2 separate regions of the Mus musculus genome follow, and region 1 is linked to region 2. A link is a contact called in public HiChIP or PLAC-seq data. All regions are on one chromosome and are shown on one strand. Each heading gives the region's core, a stretch centred on a gene start, on an enhancer-like site or on the middle of the called end of the contact. The rest is flanking DNA. Distances are from core to core; before and after follow the strand shown.

Region 1 (2,700 bases), core at 4-2,503, 1.1 Mb after region 2:
CTTGCCTTTCCACCCATTTATAAACCAGGAAAAGTCTCCAGACATGAAATCTAGTCTTAAGAACTGTGTGCATGCTTTCTCCTCCAGCCAAGCAAGATGCCTAAAGGAAAGACAGCCAAGGGAAGAAGGTGACCCTGAGCATCGCCGGTGTCAAGGACCAGGAGGCCAAAAAAGTGGTCAATCCTTAGTTTGAGAAAAGGCCCACGAATTTCGCCATTTGGGAAGGACATCCAGCCCAAAAGAGATCTTACACGCTTCATCAAATGGCCCCGCTACATCATGCTGCAGCGGCAAAGAGCCATCCTCTACAAGCGGCTCAAAGTCCCTCCTGCCATTAACCAGTTCACCCAGGCCCTGGACAGGCAAACAGCTTGCCCACAAGTACAGGCCAGAGACAACGCAAAAGAAGCAAAGGCTACTGGCCCCTGCTGAGAAGAAAGCTGCTGGCAAAGGCGACGTCCCAACTAAGAGACCACCTGTCCATTGAGCAGGAGTCAATATAGTCACCACCTTGGTGGAGAACAAGAAGGCTCAGCTGGTGGTGATTGCCCATGATGTAGACCCCATTGAGCTGGTGGTTTTCCTGCTTGTCCTGCCCAGGTTGGGGCGCCTGGTCCACAGGAAGAAATGCACCACTGTTGCCTTCACATAGGTTAACCCGGAAGACAAGGGTGCTCTGGCTAAGCTGGTGGAAGCTATTAGGATCAATTGTAATCACAGATATAACGAGATCCGTCGCCACTGAGGAGGCAACGTGCTGGGCCCTAAGTCTGTGGCTCGCGTTGCCAAGCTGGAAAAAGCAAAGGCTAAAGAACTCGCCACTAAACTTGATTAAATGTACACTAAGTTTTCTAATTACTAAATTACTTCCCAAAAAAATGTGGGGGGTGGGGTGATGGCAATTGTGGGCTTGGGGGGGGGGGAGGAATCATTTCTTACTAGTAGTTCTCATGTTGAAATTTATATTTCCCTTCTGTCATGGTTTAAGACAAATCCAAAAGTGTCCCTCCCGGTGCTGCCCGCACTCAGGGGCTTGTGCTGCAGGGCTTAGGGAGGCCACTCACGCGCGGCTCTGGGGGCGCGGGAGGAGAAGGCTGGACCGGGCGCGGCTCGGCCCTCCGCCATCCGGGAGCAGGCTTCCCAGTCATCCCCTCAAGGGAGCTTGTCGCAAGCTGCAATCCCTGGCAGCCTCACCGACCGTCCAGCCCACTTTCCCCGGAACTCACCGACCACGCCAGCCGCGTCGCTATGGTTACGGGGGAAAGCTGCTCTATTCTCGCGAGAGCCTGGCGTTACCTCACTTCCGGTCCCTTAGGCCGGAGTTGGTTCCCAAAAGCCCTCGCTTCCGGAGTACCACACTTCCGGGCGCGGCCTCTTTTCCGCCAGCTGGGGCGAGTTCCAGGCTGAGCCCGGGTGCTGCGGGTGCTGCGTGGCCTGCGGGGCGTGGCGGTGAGTTCGGGGTTGGCGACCTCGCTATTCTCCAGACACCTGCGCCCCCAGGGGCCTGTCCTAAGGTCCCTCTTACCGCTTCCCTCTTCCCACCCGCCTCCTCTGCTCCTCCCTCTCTGCTGTTCCCTACTCTTTATCCCTTCTCTCCTTCCCCTTCCCCACCGTCGGTTCCCGGGACCCAGGTGCACGAATCTTGGTCTGCGTGGACGAGCACCTCGGGTCACGCCTGTCACCCGTACCTTCCCAGCACAGCGACTGCAGATGAGGGAGTCCCCGAGTTGAGTGCCCCAGCGATGGCTACTCCCTGGAGGCGCGCCCTGTTGATGATCCTGGCGTCCCAGGTGGTGACCCTGGTAAAATGTTTGGAAGACGACGACGTCCCGGAGGAGTGGCTCCTTCTGCACGTGGTCCAGGGCCAAATAGGAGCCGGGAATTACAGCTACTTGCGGTTGAACCATGAGGGTAAAATTATTCTCAGGATGCAGAGCCTGAGAGGGGATGCGGACCTGTACGTGTCGGACAGCACTCCGCACCCGAGCTTCGACGACTATGAGCTGCAGTCTGTCACTTGCGGCCAGGATGTGGTCTCTATACCGGCACACTTCCAGCGACCGGTCGGGATAGGAATTTATGGACACCCCTCTCACCATGAGAGCGACTTTGAGATGAGGGTATACTATGACAGAACTGTGGATCAGTACCCATTCGGAGAGGCTGCCTATTTCACTGACCCAACAGGAGCCAGTCAGCAGCAGGCTTACGCTCCAGAAGAGGCAGCCCAAGAGGAGGAATCAGTTCTCTGGACGATATTGATTAGCATTTTGAAACTGGTGCTTGAAATTCTCTTCTGATCCCTTGAATATGCTGGAGCACAAACCCTTATTTTCACAGAGCGATTACAGTTTGCTGCGAACCTAGCTACTTGACCTGGTGAAACTCTGGTTACTTTTTTCTAGACTAGGATGGAAAAATAAAGCCATACAGTTTTGTTACCTCAGTTTACTCCCCAAGCAGGAAAAGCAGCAAGCACAATATTTTAGAGATTAAAATTCCTATAAAAAGGAGTCTGCTCAATAAAATGTTTAAATGCATTTTGGTTAGTCAGGTGAGTAAGAAGATTACAGTAACAGGCTGTATAAATCAGATTAAACTTTACTGCTGGTGCAGAAGTTGATGACTGTAGAATTTATAGACATTTAAATGAAGTACAGCACTTCGAGTTTTAAAGTCTTTAACATTTTAAAGCCAGGT
Region 2 (2,700 bases), core at 17-2,516:
CCAACTTCTAATAGATTCCTGTCAGAATGCCCCCTCTCTAGCACTGGTCTGACTTGCTATGTAAATCAGATTAGCCTAGAACTCACAGAGGTCCACGTGCATCTGTTTCCTAGGTGCTAGGATAAAAAGCCTGCACCACCATACAACCCCATGTATATGTTTGTGTGTGTATATGTGCATGTGTGTGTGTGTGTGCATGTGTGTGTGTGTGTGTGTGTGTGTATCACATTAAGCCCTATTAGTGCTACTCATATATGCATACAGTGTGTGCAGCCATTCACTGGAGAATGGGAAACCTACCATTGGCCATACCCTTAAAGAAGAATGATTTTCTATTAGCTGCTGTTAACTGCAGCTCCTCATTAGGGGCAGGGGCTTATAAGCTTTTCTCCCATCCATGCTGGAATTGTATCTGGCTTCATCTGGCTCAGGTAACTGCAGCTGCTCTGTGTGGATGTGATGGCCTTGTATCATTCAGACATCATGGGTGCGATGGTCATGTCCATCTATACATCATGGATGTGATGGTAGTGTCACATCCAGACGCCACAGATGTGGTGGCCATGTCATGCCCAGACTTCACAATGTGATGGCTGTGTCACATCTGGAGCAGCATTTCGCAGCACTTCTCCCCATCCTCCAGCCCTTTCTACAAGGTTTGAGAAAGATGTACCATTTGGGACTGAGCAGTCCTCCATCACTTACCCTCAGCACTTGACCAATTGTGAGTGTTTTCACCGACTGCTGACCACTGCATGAAGAAACTTCTTGGACCAAGATCGGGATAACAAGTCTCTGGGTATAATAAGCACGTGCTTGGAAGGGAAACGGAGGTCACAGCCATCTAGTAAAATAACAGGAGGTTCTCAAGTAGGATCTCTATGAACTCTCAGCAATGGGCTTCTGACGAGTCACTAAATTTCCTCCTGTGGAGCAGATTGCAGATATAGTCAGAAAGTACTTAGTTACCTCAGTCACAGGCATGTCACTGTTGCTGCATTTGGCACATCTTTTTTGGCAAGTCTGTATTCTAGCAAGCCAGAGTCCAGCACTAAATAAGACCATAGGCGTGGTTTCTCCCCCAGCAAGCAGCCTGTATTGTACTCTCTGACACTATGAACAGGGAAGAAATTTCTTCCTTTGGTTTGAGATTAATTTTTATCCTGTAAGCAAAGTTTGGTAGTTGTAGTCGTTGCATCTGACTTTTGTCGTTATGGTGATGACTAAGAGCAATGCCAATAGCCTGTGTCATTCTGGAGACTTCTGGACCCTCCTGCTGTGGAAATTTCTCCCATGCCTGCCCTGCACTTTTATTTACCCATGTTGTCTAGGGATGGCCTAATGCATCATGCAGAAAACCTCTGTTCAAACCCCTTTATGGTCATCATCACTGTTACATGTAGAAGTTAGCTTTCTTACCTGTGGGTTTCCATAAGACCTTTCATAATCCCGAGTTTTGATTAACACATACCTTTCTCTCCCCCATTTCCTCACCCTGCCCCTGTTTAACCCTTTAACACATTTCATAACACATGTGTTCTTCTACTATCTCCTCCAGTTAGATTTTTATATTGGATTGCAATTTAGTAACTTTCCATCTGGCTTGATTCCCCCCATCTCCCTATTGCCTCCAGACTTCCAGTTTCCTTCTTTATTTACCTTTCTTTTATTTCCTTTGGCACTGCCAGCTATTCAAGATGTGGTTTTGTGGCTGTTGTTAAGTGTTGACAGTACCAAGTGGCCTTACAGTTGAGAGCCCAGGGCTGGTAAGAGACTTGCAGTATGGTACACGGGAGGGAGTATAGACAGACACAGGAGGAGACTGGCAACATACTGGACAACCTTCATCCTTCATCTTAGGGTAAAAGAGCTTTACATGGAGAAGCACTCAGTCTTTCTTAGTTTCTAGCTGTTCAGAGTCTGCATGACATGCAGACAAATGCCACAGCCACATCTGTCACTACTCAGTTAACATATACTAATAAAATGTTACGCTGTTTTCAAATTTTTATATATATTTGTATATGTATGATAACATATACTGTTTTATAATTATAATATATATAGTATAATTTCTATTGTTATAAATGTATATACATACTACTTTATAAGACACATAATTTTATATATATAAACATACACACAAAACACAGGTTCTATTCCTGTGAAACAGTAACATACTGCATAACTGATGACTGCCTTCCTGTCCCTACTCCCTACTGTAGGGAGAAAAAAGGGAGCCAGTCTCACCAGTGAAAACTGTAAACTAAAATGCTAGCTAATAGAGGAAATATGGATGGTTTGCACATCTTCCAGATTATTACTTTGAAAAACTTATCTTAATATACTGAAATTTCTTTTAATAATACATTATTATATGATATAATATCTCAAAGTTATTAAGGGAACTTAATTTTATTGTTGGTACAAAAGTATATATACTCAGTTGTGCTACTTCCAGTAATATCCAAGTAAGGTTTCATGCACATGACTGTATGTGTTTTGTTGTTATATTATGATCTCCAAGTAGAGTATTGATGATCTTGAAACTATGTATGATACCTAAGGTTTCTCAAAGATTTCATTAGTTTTCCATAGAATGCTAATGTAATTGTGTATGAATCTTAAGTTACAGAGTATCAATTACAATATAGTATTTTCTGGGTAATGTTTTCTTACAAAACCCTCTTAACTGGCTGC

What was found. HiChIP or PLAC-seq counts read pairs in DNA pulled down with a chosen protein or histone mark.
Region 1: a contact with region 2 is called in a FOXA1 HiChIP or PLAC-seq map of pancreatic cancer cells. The contact joins the promoter of Wdr27 here to the enhancer-like site in region 2. A contact is called at or near these places in 7 of 39 promoter capture datasets (3T3-L1-derived adipocytes, embryonic stem cells, hippocampal neurons and 2 more) and 1 of 115 datasets of contacts at active chromatin or transcription factors (pancreatic cancer cells).

What each region holds. Positions count from the first base shown.
Region 1 is chr17:14,941,871-14,944,570 of GRCm38.p6, forward strand. Wdr27 (WD repeat domain 27) reads right to left here and starts at 1,254. Exons shown (of 25, transcript NM_175173.3): 1 at 1,227-1,254. 1600012H06Rik (RIKEN cDNA 1600012H06 gene) reads left to right here and starts at 1,314. Exons shown (of 2, transcript NM_026451.2): 1 at 1,314-1,449; 2 at 1,697-2,700. The coding sequence starts at 1,743. The coding sequence ends at 2,300.
Region 2 is chr17:13,878,200-13,880,899 of GRCm38.p6, forward strand. The region is part of intron 22 of Afdn (afadin, adherens junction formation factor); the gene reads left to right. Among named protein-coding and RNA genes, the nearest start is that of Gm7168, 69 kb to the right of the region's middle. Within about 2 kb of position 1,267, at least 12 of the 459 cell types and tissues checked have an H3K27ac peak or open chromatin away from gene starts, as enhancers often do. A contact at or near this core is called in pancreatic cancer cells, where this site is marked.